Linked DNA regions of Mus musculus: region 2 is linked to region 1. A link is a contact called in public HiChIP or PLAC-seq data. All regions are on one chromosome and are shown on one strand. Each heading gives the region's core, a stretch centred on a gene start, on an enhancer-like site or on the middle of the called end of the contact. The rest is flanking DNA. Distances are from core to core; before and after follow the strand shown.

Evidence for each region. HiChIP or PLAC-seq counts read pairs in DNA pulled down with a chosen protein or histone mark.
Region 2: a FOXA1 HiChIP or PLAC-seq map of pancreatic cancer cells shows a contact between it and region 1. The contact joins the promoter of Rarg here to the promoter of Krt8 in region 1. A contact is called at or near these places in 2 of 39 promoter capture datasets (liver and pre-B cells), 1 of 484 Hi-C or Micro-C datasets (embryonic stem cells) and 1 of 115 datasets of contacts at active chromatin or transcription factors (pancreatic cancer cells).

Annotation. Positions count from the first base shown.
Region 1 is chr15:102,001,370-102,007,709 of GRCm38.p6, forward strand. It overlaps Krt8 (keratin 8), which reads right to left and starts at 2,973. Exons shown (of 9, transcript NM_031170.2): 1 at 2,529-2,973; 2 at 48-256. The coding sequence starts at 2,870. Gm36026 (a long non-coding RNA gene) reads left to right here and starts at 4,774. Exons shown (of 2, transcript XR_875678.2): 1 at 4,774-5,166.
Region 2 is chr15:102,254,220-102,260,559 of GRCm38.p6, forward strand. Rarg (retinoic acid receptor, gamma) reads right to left here and starts at 3,303. Exons shown (of 10, transcript NM_011244.4): 1 at 3,021-3,303; 2 at 2,251-2,320.

The DNA.
Region 1 (6,340 bases), core at 1,723-4,222:
CAAAAGTGAGGCGGCGTAAGAGGACTTTATTCAGGGAGGGGGCTCACTTATTCTTGAAGTCCTCCACCAGGCCCTGCATGTTGCCAAGCTCAGCCTCCAGCTTCAGCTTCTCCTGGCCCAGGGCTTCCAGCTGCCGGCGGAGGTTGTTGATGTAGCTCTCAAACATGTTGTCCATGTTGCTCCTCGACGTCTTCTGCTGCTGCAACAGGCTCCACTTGGTCTCCAGCATCTTGTTCTGCTGCTCCAGGAAGCGCACCTGCATGGGGAGGACACGAAAAAATTCCACATCAGGCTATAGTCAGGATCTGGAGGGAGGGAGGGAGAGAGGGAGAGAGGGAGGGAGGGAGGGAGGGAGGGAGAGAGGGAGAGAGGGAGGGAGGAAGGGAGGGAGGGAGGGAGGGAGGGAGGGAGGGAGGGAGGGAGGGAGGAAGGGAGGGAGGGAGGGAGGGAGGGAATCACTGTCCCTTCCCGTGGTCACGTATGTCCTGGGGAAATAGTGCAGTGTCCTGGTGATGGCAGCGTCGGGAGCCATGTTCCTCCAGGACTTGGGATGGGAGAGGCTGCAGCCGTAGCTGCGGAGGGGGAGGCTGCAGCCATAGCTGCGGAGGGGGAGGCTGCAGCTGTAGCTGCGGAGGGGCTTTTATTTGAATAGATGATACATCACAGCCTCGTTTTCTGTTCGTTACCTTGTATGTAGGATTGAGAATGGCATCTATCACACTATCGATGATCATTCGAAGGGATCTTGAATAAAGATCCTGGGAATTGTAGGGAACTCTCTCCCTGCTTCCTATAGCAACACTACTGTTACCCTGAGCTGTGTAACTTGGTCTGGGTCTCCCCAACCCTGCAAATAGCTCCAGAAGGCTCAGGTAGGCGCTTTTGGGAGCCCCTTCTCCACAAGGGCCCACTTTTAGCAGAAGATGAAGCAAGAGAGCAGGCAGGTACGTCTCCTTCCATCCTTCCCACCCTGTTGGAGCAGCCTTGGAGACCCCTTAGCCTTGGGAGTCCCACGACCCTCTTCCCACTTGTCCACAACCAACCCCGCCCTCCCTGCCCCCTTCACATCTTAGAGCGCACAATCCAAGACGTGGTACAGGGAAAAGCCTTTTGTAAGGATAATAGCCTGACTGCTCCATAGGAGCAAAATGCACTTCACACTCTCAGGCCGGAGCGCTAACTTTTTAAACTGGGGGGAAACTAGAAAGCCATCCTGTGGGAACAATCGGATTACCTTCCCACAACCCACACTATAAATCCTTTCTTCCCCGTAATTACAATAATAATAATAATAATAATAATAACCCAAGTAATCCATTCTAATGGAATGCTGAATTCGGGCCAGGTGCTGCTAAAGCTCGTCACACTTTGAGCTGAACAGGCAGAGAAACTGATTTGGGGCCTGTCGTGTCCATTTTACAGAAGAGGAAGTCAAACTTGACAAGATGGCCCATTGGAGGAAATTGCCGGGCCCTGTAACCACAAGGCACATGCCATGTCTGAGCCAACTGCTCTCCATCAGGATTCTAGGGGGAGTTAGGGACCGGACCGTTGGAGCTAGTAAACCCTTGTGAAGAAGAGGCAGACGCTCCTGGGGCGTCCTGTGATTCCACAGGCTCAGCCCCGTGTTTTCCCTCCTCCCGTTCCCACACCGCCTCTCAGGAGCCAGTCAGCAAAAAAGGGCCAATCGTCCCGGGGCCACGAAGGCCACTGTGCCACAGGACTGCAAAACCTGGCCTGGCTTTCGGCTTGCAAAGGAACCAGGCAGTTGGGGCGGAGCCACCGTAGAAAGAGTGAAAGGGGTACAAGGGCCAAGCTCGCAGAGGGGCGTGGGTAGGCCGACGCTATCTGAGGCCATAAACTCCGGTCTTAACAGGTCGTGAAACAGGAGCGGAGTGTCCAACGCCCGCAGACTTTGAATCTCGCACGGGCCTTCCCGAGGCGGAGCCCTGAGACTCACCCTCCCCTCCACCCCACCCCACTCCTGGTGGAAGGGCAGACCCAAGACCTCCGCCCTGGCTCTACAGCGGCCCCGCCCACTGGAGCAGGGCAGGGGCCGAGCAGTGACTCAGCCTGGAGCCCCCACTCTCTAGCCTTGGGCACCAAAGACCTCCATATGCGTTTGTCGGGTTCAATCAAGACACCTGAAACCTTCTAAAATCCTTACACCGCCCTCCATTATTTAACAGGAAGATAGAAAAATACACAATGCACGGGGCACCATGAGGAAACCTTGGGGCAGTTGGGGGCGGGGGGGCGAGGGGGCGTCCCCGCCACCAGAGAGCAAAGCCACAGGGAAGGGACCAGGCCCTCCAGTGAATGGGAAGGTGCTCCAAGATTTAGTCACAAGCACTTCAGACCCTCTGGGCCCAAGCCAAAGGGTATGAGAGAAGTAGAAGAGAGTGTGGCCAGAATGGGTGGGTCCCAACAGGAGCTCATGGGGGGTGCGAGGAGAGATGTACGCATCTCTGTGTCAGCAGAAGAAAGAGCGAGCGCAGGACGGTTAGTCGGGAAGAGAGGGGTCTCACCTTGTCAATGAAGGAGGCGAACTTGTTGTTCAGGGATTTAATCTGCTCCTTCTCCTGAGTGCGCACAGCCTGGATGTTGGGGTCCACCTCCAGCTTCAAGGGGCTCAACAGGCTCTGGTTCACCGTGACGGCTGTGATGCCCCCGACACCAGCCCCGCCAAAGCCGCCCAGACCCACGCCGGTGCCCATGCTTCCCCGGAAGCTGCTGCTGCTGCTGCCCACCCGGGAAAAGCTGGAAGAGCTGATGCGGGCACCGGGTCCACTCGTGAACGAGCGGCTGCTGAAGGCCCGGGGACCGGAGGTGGACATCTTGTAGGATTTCTGAGTCACCCTGATGGACATGGTGAAGTCTGGAGCGAAGGCAGTGAGCTGAAGACGGAGGTTCGAGAGCGAGCTAAGCAGCTGCTTCTAGACGGTGGGACAGCGCCCAGCGAAGGCCCTTTATAAAAGAAGAGGCCAGCCCCAGGGGAGGGAAAAGGGCCTCTTACCTGAGTGGCTAGACACTAGAGGGCAGGGCCTAACCCAACGTCTGCAACCTCCAGACGGGACTCAGGTGAGGGCAGCAGAGAGCTGTTCCCACCCGGGATCCCTCTCCAGCCCCACCCTAAAAATCCAGGAGAGAGCAATTGATCCCTGTGAAGGCAGGAAGTGAGCCTGGGATCTCTGACCTAAGCTGTCTTATCTCCTGCCCTCCTGTGAGAACTACTTGGGCTGAAAGGGTTCCCAGGCATTTTAGTTTAAAACACTGGGTCTCAACTCAACACAGGCAAGCTACTAGAACTCACTAGAAGTTGAAACTCAAGGAAGGTCGGAAGGGCCCTTCCTCGGGAGTCACGTAACAGATATGCTGTAGGTTCTCCACCAGTGGGTTGCAATCCCTCTAGGGATAGAGCTATGTTTTCCCAGAGGTGACATATCAAATATCCTGTGGTTCAGAATCTTGGGGGGGGGGGGTCACAACCCCTTTGGGGGTATAAGTACCCTGAAGCCTAACCAAAGCCGGCACCGGCCTTTACCAGCCAGCACTAGGACTGAGGGTGTGCCTCATCCACCACATCTCTGGCTGGTCTCTCCTAATACCTCCAAGAGACCTCCTTTAGGTGGAGCTGGCCAGGCTGACCAGCAGGGCCCTTTCGTTCCCAAGCTCCTGTTTGCTTTGTCTGCCCAGGTTACAGCTAACACCACTACCCCACCCCGCTACCTGTGCAGCATCCTGCACCCATAGGCTGGCAAAGGGGGGTGGGAAGGTAGGTAGATATTTGAGGAATGAATGAAACACAGGCTTCTAGCTGTCTTCTCTCTTGTGCAAGGTAAAGAGAAATCAAACGCAGCTCTTCTCTCTGGACACAGCACAGTATTCTCCTTTCCTACCCAGACCCGAGAGAATTCCCCAGACCAGACAGAGGCCTCGAGGAATAACAAAGACTGAGGGACAGAGGCCAAGGCAGAAAAGGGAGACCCCAGAGAATAGAGGCACAGGGGCTTTGTTGCAATCGCTTCTTTGGAGACACCTTCCCCAGGCTGCCAGGGCAGTGACTCATGGTGCCTTGGAACGGGATGGCCCTGCTGGTGGTGACTCATTCTCCAGCCACCTGGACCCTTCTCCTCTGCCCCCGGCCCCAGGCTGGCCAGATGTGATGAGGATAGTACCCTGTCTCCCTGCACCTGTCTCTCTGAACTCATTATCCCATTATCAGAGTGAGTCAGGAGAACAAGCTGGGGCACAGCCTGCACCTGTGAGAGGTTGGAGACTGGGGAGCAGAGCAAGGCCCTCCAGGCCTGGGTGGAGCAAGCAGGCAAGAGGTTTGGGTCCCCAAGGCAAAGATTCCACCTGCAATTAAATTACCTGATGGGTTGGGCTCTCTGGAAGGCACTTCAGGGTGTGATGTGGGGATTGGGTGGATCTCAATTAAGGAAACCAATAGATGACAGATATCCAAATTCCCTGGGGAACTGGGCGGTAGCAGACACCACCCCATAGCCAGGGAAAAGAGTAAGCACCTACTAAGAGAACTGTCTATGGATTCCGCCCCCCTAGGAGAAACACCCAGGACTGCTCTATGGGCACATATAGGCAAAGGGACAGAGACCCAGGATGGGCACATATATGTTCCTGCCAAAAGGGACAGAGACCCAGAAAGTCACCCCTAGAGACACACAGACATGTTCCTTCCCTACACGGCACACCTCTCTCCCTCTTTGTCTGAGAAGCCACCCCTACCTGTGTGTGTGTGTGTGTGTGTGTGTGTGTGTGTCTGTCTGTCTGTCTGTCTGTCTGTCTGTCTGTCTGAGGACACTTCCAGAAAGACCAATCTAGAAATCCCCAAGGATTGCACAGAGACCATATTCCTTCCTTGCCTGTCTTTTGCTAGGAGTCCCCAGCCTTGGGCTTCCAGCATGCTAGGAAAAGGGAAATCCTATTTACACCAGGCCCTCTCACATCCCCCTCAGTCAACACTCCGTTTTCAGGTGAAAATCAATTTAGGTGTGTGTTTATCACCCCCTCTCTAACACAGGCCCACACCCAGCAAGATTGGAGATTTTTTTTTCCAGCAAACCAAAGGGAGGGAACCGCGGCCGGCGCCGCACCGAGCTGTGAGAGAAAGCGGAAGGAGAAACGGAGCAGCTGGTCAGACAGGTATGACAGCCCTGGGGAGGGACAGCCAACTCTCCCTTTCTCCCCTTCCCCCACACCAGTTTTGGAGGGACCTGAAGGGAAGGACTGATTTAGGCAACTCGTAAAAGCTCGTCATCCAGCTCTCTTTCTGAAATCTCAGCTTCCTCCACCCTAGCTGCCTGGTTTCTTGGTCCCAGGAGTGTCTCTCAAGGTGTGGGTAAGGAGGCAGTAAAGGTGAGACCCCTGTGCTGTGCAGCTCAAAGCTCAACCCAGGGCTTACCATTTGTCAACTCTTTGTTATTTCCAGAGACCCCCCCAACCAGCCCCTCCCAATATGGTCTCTGCTCAGCAAGAGAAACCAGAGCTGCTCTGTCCTGGAACTTCCCCAAGATAGAGGTAAAAGGGAAAGGGCTCAGGGACTAGGGCCAAGTGGTCAGAGAAGAAAGAACCAAACTAGGGCAGCCACAGGTATAAGTCCTTGTAAGGCTGTCTCTGGCCACTGTGGTCACCAAAGCTTGTTCAACAAAAGAGTCATACACACTTGTGAGGAGGTGAGGGTGCCCTGCACAGACAGCTCTGCCCTAATATGTCTTTCCTGGAAAGCCAAGGGGAAAAGGAGGCCTCCTATGTTAAGACCCAGCCTTCCTCTGCCACTGAACACATATACACAAGTAAATGAAAGTAATTTTAAAAATATAATCATGGGGTGGTTAGTGGCTTAGGACGTACGTAGCTCAATTGTTTGTCTTGCATGCCACAAAACCTGGGTTTTGTGCCAGTACCACATAACTGGGCGTGGTGATCCATGCCTATAATTCTGGCACTTGGGAGGTTGGGGCAGGAGGAGCGAAGTTCAGGGTTCTCCTCAGCTACATTTTGAGTTTAAGGCCAACCTGAGAACAAGAGACTCTGTCTCAGAGGAGGAAAGGGGGGGTGTTGCAGAAGCATAAATGAGCTCCGTAAAAGAGCAGTGAGTTTGTACACCAGACCCTGGGCTAGGAACAGGAGGCAAAGTAAAGGCCGTCCCTGCATGGGGGGTAATGTCCTAAAAGTACCAAAATCACTTTGAACAACAGAGCAATTTTAAATATTGAGAGCGGCAGCATATAAACAGCTGGGAGTATAAACAGCTGGGGGTATGCAGCTGAACAGCTTAAATAGGAAGCCACAGATGGTGTGGACTGCCATCTGTAAG
Region 2 (6,340 bases), core at 2,053-4,552, 250 kb after region 1:
GGGGAATCTAGGTCCCGCACACCATCATGCGGTGGCCAAGGGAAAGATCCTCCATAGATCTCCTGAACCACCTACCAACTGTGAAGCTTAATGGGCTGGGGTGCAGCTCTGCTCCATAGGAGACCGATTAAAAGTGGACAGAGGACCACAGTGGGCGCCCAGGTGGGCATTCCACCCAGTTAGAAACTGTCTAGGGGAGCTAGAGAAAGTACCCAAGGAGCTACAGGGATCTGCAACCCTATAGGTGGAACAACAATATGAACTAACCAGTACCCACCCGCCCCGGAGCTCGTGTCTCTAGCTGCATATGTAGCAGAAGGTGGCCTACAGTGGAAAGAGAGGCCCATTAGTTGTGCAAACCTTATATGCCTCAGTACAGGGGAACGCCAGGGCCAAGAAGTGGGAGTGGATGGGTAGGGGAGTGGGGGGGGGGAGGATATGGGGGTACTTTTGGGATAGCACTGGAAATGTAAATGAAGAAAATACCTAATTTAAAAAAAAAAGAAACTGTCTAGGATCAGCGTCTTCTCCCTTGTCTTTGTACCTCTGCCTTTCCTGCCCCCCCTCTTTCTTTTCTCTTATCTCTCTCAACCTCCACACTCTTAGGAATAAACCGTAAAGGAGACTCTGACTCTCACTAGATGCCACCAACAGGCCCAGGACCCTCTAGCTCTTTACCCCGATGTCCCCAGAGTCCTACAGTATTAACTCATAGCCTCCAGGATCCTTCTCTTGGTCCATGAGGTCCTCATCCCAAGTCAAACCCAGGTGGATCCAGGAGTCCAGGGCCCCCTAGGCCCCTGGGCCATAGCTCAACAGGCTGGGCTACATTCCAGGTGGATTAACCCCTCCAATGCCAAGAATGATAAACTGGTAGAGCACCCCCCCCCCAATCTTTCCCAGATTCTGTTTAGACTGGAAATAGGCTCTCTATTCCAGCCATCCCTGTCTTGGCATCTTACCTACAGATGGGAACCAGACCTCTAGGGTAGGGCAGAACTTCAACAGGAGGTGGAGGGGAAGGGGTGTTCAGGCTCCTGGTCCTCACCAAGGACATTGTAAGCAAAGGACAACTCTCCCTGGCCTTCCTCCTCAACTACCTGGGAGGGGAGACTTAGAGGTGAAGAAGATAACAGATTCCTGTCTCCTAAGTCTGGTCTCTCTGGGAAGGGGGCGCACTTCAGTTCCAGGTAGAAGAGAGTAAGACAACAGTGCGGGAGTCAAAGGAAATCCTAAATGAGGCCTTAACTGTCTAGGTTCTTTGTGGGACCTGCAGAAGAAGGAGAACGCTCCCCTCTTCCCAAGATGCCACTTCAGATGGTGCGGCTTAGAAGGCGGGCAACTGACTTGGGGAAAGGGTTCTTACAAAGCTTCTCTTAGAGATGAGGTGGAGTTGAGGGGAGGGCATGGATGAAGGGGGCTGCCGGATGGAAGGGGGGCGTCTCCCTGCTGCCCTGCCCGCTCCAGAGCCTGGAACAAAGCCGCTCTTGTCAGTTGCTCTCCACCCGCTGCCCCCCTCCCCTCTGTATAAACACGACCACCTTTTTCCATGACCCCATCTCCAGAATGGGAGGAGAACCCAGGCATCCTCTGCCCTATCCTGAGCCCCAAGCCTGTTCTCCAGGAGACAGCAGTGGACCCAGCTTCCCTGGCTCCGTGCCGTTGTTGGGGGAGTCTAGACCCTTGATTCTCCACCTTGAATCCTCAGGTGCCCTCCCTCTACCCCACTGGCCCCAGGGAGGGGCAGTACCCAGGAGGCAGGCAGGCAATGCCAGTGGAATGTGTGTGGGCATCAGAGGGCACGGGCAGGGTGGGGCCGAGGGGGGAACTGGAGGTGCCAGTTAGGTGGCTTTCTGAGCCAGAGGTGGGGGTGTGCCCCGGGGTTGGGGGGGCGTGTCCTATGCTGCCTACCAGTTCTAAGCCACTGTGTGTGTGTGTGTGTGTGTGTGTGTGTGTGTGTGTGTGTGTGTGTGTTGGGATAACCAAGCTCCGAGCACCCTGGACACACACTCCCCTTGACCCCCTCTAAGTATCCTTACTGACAATGGCTGTGGTCCTCAAACCCTAACTCAGTACCCGAAGAATAACCATAAGGGCAGAAGCCTCAAATTTGAGGAGTAGGATCCCAACTGCCCCGGGTTTAAGCCCTACAAGAGGGAATTATTTGAGCATTTTGTCCTTGAGTTCCCTCCCCGAGACAGACATCCCTGCTGCCCCATCCCCATGACCACCAACTAAGCATATTCTTACCCTCTGGCCTCTGCAGAGAGTCCCTCCTACATACTGGGCCAGGCTGAGGTGAGGGACCTGGTGGAAACTGCTGGAAAGGAAAGAGGCGCTGTCAGTGGCACTCCAGGACAGGGGCTCTCCTGAACCTGTCCGGGCGTTATAACTCTAGCTTTGTTCCACTGGGGCCTCCCCTTGAGAATATTCTAAAAGAGCTCCCCTTCATTGGCTCACTTGTGCAGTAAGGGATAGATCAGAGAGAATCCAGGTTCTGCAGTCCAAACTCCACAGACCACTTTACCCACCTAGACACTTGCTAGAGCTTTCCTAGTCCCCATACAGAGCCCTGCCAATCCACTGGAGAAAGGGTACTTGGACCATCAGATCCACCCTTCAGTATGCCCCCGCCCCACTCCGGTGGAAGAATGCCATCCTTTCCCAGAGGAGGAAAACCCGTCTTCTCTGACATTCCGAGTACAGGAACATTGGTTCGCTTGCCCAAGACTTTCCTAAATGCTCTCCTTCAATACTCACCAAAATCAAGGGCAGACAACCCGGCCCATCCTCAGTCTGTCTAAAAAAAAATCTCCCCTTTCTCTTCCCGGGTCACGACTGACCCCAACTTGGGGCAGGAAGCCTCCGCATAAGCTCGGCTAACAGCTTGGCCACCCCCGGAGGGAAAGGACCCCAAGGCTCCCGACGCCCCCGCCCCTGGCTCATTTCAGCAGAGGAGCCCCGGCGTCCGCGGCCGGAGGGCGGCCAGGCGGGCGAGCCGGCTTCCCCGCCTGACTCACCTGGAGGGGAGGGCGGGGGAAGGAAGGCCGCAGAGCCCCGAGGTCCCGGCGTCGGGCGGTCTCGGGGATGGAGCACCGCGGTGTTAGTGACTCGCGGTAATGGGGGGCTTCAGGGGGGCACGGCTCTAGGCTGGGACAATCCCGGGGCCTCTCGGAGCCCGCCCGCCCACGTGACCGCCCCAAAATATCCGACACATTTTCTCCCAAACCGCACACTGACTCCGCAGGCGGGGACACGGAAAATATTTTCTTTCTTTTTCTCCCTCCCTACCCCCCCCACCTCCCTCCCTGCCTGGCTCCCTCCTCCTCCTCCCGCCCTCGCTCCTCCCTCCCCTGCCGCCTGCCCCTGCCCGGCTCCCTCCTCGGTGCCCTGGGGCTGGGGGGGGTGGTGGCTGGGGGGGGGGAGGACTGGGCGGGGCGGCCCAGGACGCCTGGGTCTCTGCCCCTCCCATTTGCTAGGCTTCCGTGGCTCCATCCCCGGGAGGCCGGGCAGAGCTGGCAGAGGTCAGTGTCCTGGGCTCCATGATGCCAACCCTTTCTCTCTGGCGCTATCCCCCTTCCAGCCATTTGGGGAGACTGAGTTGTCTTTAGCCACGCTGTATTCTGCCAGGCCGGTCTCTGGTACCTCCCAGGGTAGGCAGTGAGAGACTTGGACACTGCCAAGACGTGGAGTGATGGGGCAGGAGTATACCAGAGGAGAAGGCACTGTCCCCTTTTCTTAGTTAACCTCCACCTGCAGGTCAAAGCAGTATCCCTTCCTCTGGCCTTCTCTGTCCTATGGCCTAGGAGCAAACTGGTTTAACTAGTGGGGGTTACGATGAAGGTGCTACGAATTGGGTTCACAGGCTTCCTCCCTCTCATTCTGCCTGAAGTTGACTCCAGGAGTTAAAGCGCGTGGGTCTCTCGCTGCCAATATCGTCCCCACCTTTAGACTTGGATTTAGAGGGGGAGAGGCTGGCTGGGAGGAGGGCTGAAAGAACTTTAGGGAGGAGGGGGGATGGGAGGAGCCTTGCGCTGGGTGTGAGGGAGAAAGCCCAGGCGAGGGTGTGTGTCTGGCTCAGCCAGCGAGGCCTGCCTGGCTGCCTGGTAGATGCGCCACGAATGTTGTTGACGCTGGGTCTCTAGAAGCCCAAAGTCTGTGTCTAATAGGGATATTCTCTGTCTCCAAACAAACCGAGGCTGAAAGGCTCTCGAACCTAGAGAGGGAAGCCAATAGTTTGACTTTATACCACAGAGCACAGAGCCAGAGAAAAGTGAAGTCCTATGCACTCTCACAGGGATGGTCACGACTCCAGAAGAGGAGAAAGCTCATTGGACGGGCTGGGCCAGGCACTAGCCCAAAGGACCATCCTCAGCAACGCTCCCAGAGTGGCCAGCACCTGGGGAATGGGCCCCTGAATCACATCACATTTTCCACTTTGGAATTACTCAGCTCTGGTCTTGCTGTCACCCTAGGGGCCAGGCATCCCCCTCCTGGGAAAGGCTTTTCTGGGTAGCCATTATCAGCTAAAGGAGAAGGGGAAAGAGAGGCTTGCTGTGGCAATCCCAAGAGACCAGAGACGTTGTGGGGGAGGAAGGGGGGGAGCACAGACGAAACTCTGCCTTTCGCTCCAGGGCTGGGAATAGGTACTCCAGGGTCCCGTCCCCAGGTGGCCTGACTGCTGTTGACTTTGCCGGTTACCCTGGGAGCAGCTCTTAGCAGTGTGGGAGGGGTGTGTGTCCGGGAGTTGGACCCTGGCATTCAGGCTGGGGTGGGATAGTGAGCTGCCTGTGTGGCAGGGATCCTGCCAGGAGGCTGCAAAATTAACCCCTCCTGCCCTGCCCTGGTGGTGGCTGGCGGAAGGAGGGGCGGGCCCAGCTGCGGTTTGGGAATGTGGCCCTAATCCCCCTCCCCACCCCACCCCGGCACATCTGTAGTTGGTTTACAGTGAATGAGTCTCCTGTCCTCATGAACCAGGCTTGGGCACCATTCCCTTCCTGCCCAGGCACTGGGACACAGACCCAGGCACCACCCTGCTCAGCTCTCTGCACTGGTTCTTCCCTTCAGGGACTTGACCCAGAGACCAAGCATCGGAACCCTGAGACTGCAGCTTGGGGTAGCAGATAGGGATGGAACAGTTAGTGGGATGAGAGGGGGGACAAATATGGGAGAGCATCCAAGAGGACAATAAGTTTAAAATCCCATTGTTTTCCTGTTCCCTTTGTCTTGATCTGTCCATATGTCTCTGTCTCTGTGGTGGGTGGGTTTGTTCATTTATTATCCATCCTGGTTACTATAACTACTTCCTCGAAACTTCCTCGTTCCTATGACTGGAGGGGGAAGTGTTGGGGGGGGAGAGGTGATGCTGTCCAAGAATACTTGCCAACCCCTCTCATCCAGTAATTGTCTCTGCCCCCTCACCAAACCCAGTCACTGGAGTTGTACACAGAATCAATTAGCCACAACAGACAGGGCCTGGTGGCAGGGGCCTTAATCCCAGCTACTCAGCAGGCTGTAGCATGAGGGCCCTCATGAAAGCAGAGAGCTTCTATACAGCAAAGGAGACTGGTAATCAACCAAGTGGGGAGACAGCCACAGAGCAGCAGGAGAGCCTTTGCCAGCCATGTGTCTAACAAGAGGAATAGCTAGAGAAAGAACTCAACAGTGAACAGGCTGATGAAATGAACAGGCTAGTCTCAAAAGACAAATACAAATGGCCGAGAAACACTGGAAAATATGTTCAACCTCGATAGTAGTCAAAAAAAAAAAAAGCAAATCCAGTGTGCATTGAAATCCCTTCCCACCCCATCGCCTTGGAGCAAGAGAGAGGGCTCAGCAGTAGGACCTGGGTTCAGTTTCCAGCACCTCTGCCATCTTATCATCTCCTTGTGGACCAGGCTTTGGGTGCACATACGTACATACATACAGGTAAGATATTCATGTGCATAAAATTAAGGAAAAAGAGGGCTGGCTAGGTCAGTTCTCAGGTATAGCATTTGACTAGCAATATAAAGTCCTAGGTTTAGGTCCCAGCAGTGTAAAGATTAATAGGCACAGCAGATAGGGAGAAAAACCTAAGAGTTCAAGCATGTCCCTTCTGCCACTCCCCATCTTGCCACTCTCTGTTTCTATCCCAGTGGGGGAGGACTCAGCCCCCTTTTCTTTCTCCAGCATTAAGTCTGCTTCTAGCTTTGGCTGTATTTATAGGTGCTTTGCTTGCTCACTGTGGCAGCTCAGAAAAGTGATATCCTGGAGGTCAGAGGGTCATGCTTCCTCCTTTGCTACCCTTGCTTTTTAATAGTTATTTTATAGGAGTGTATGTGTGTGTGCATGTAACAGC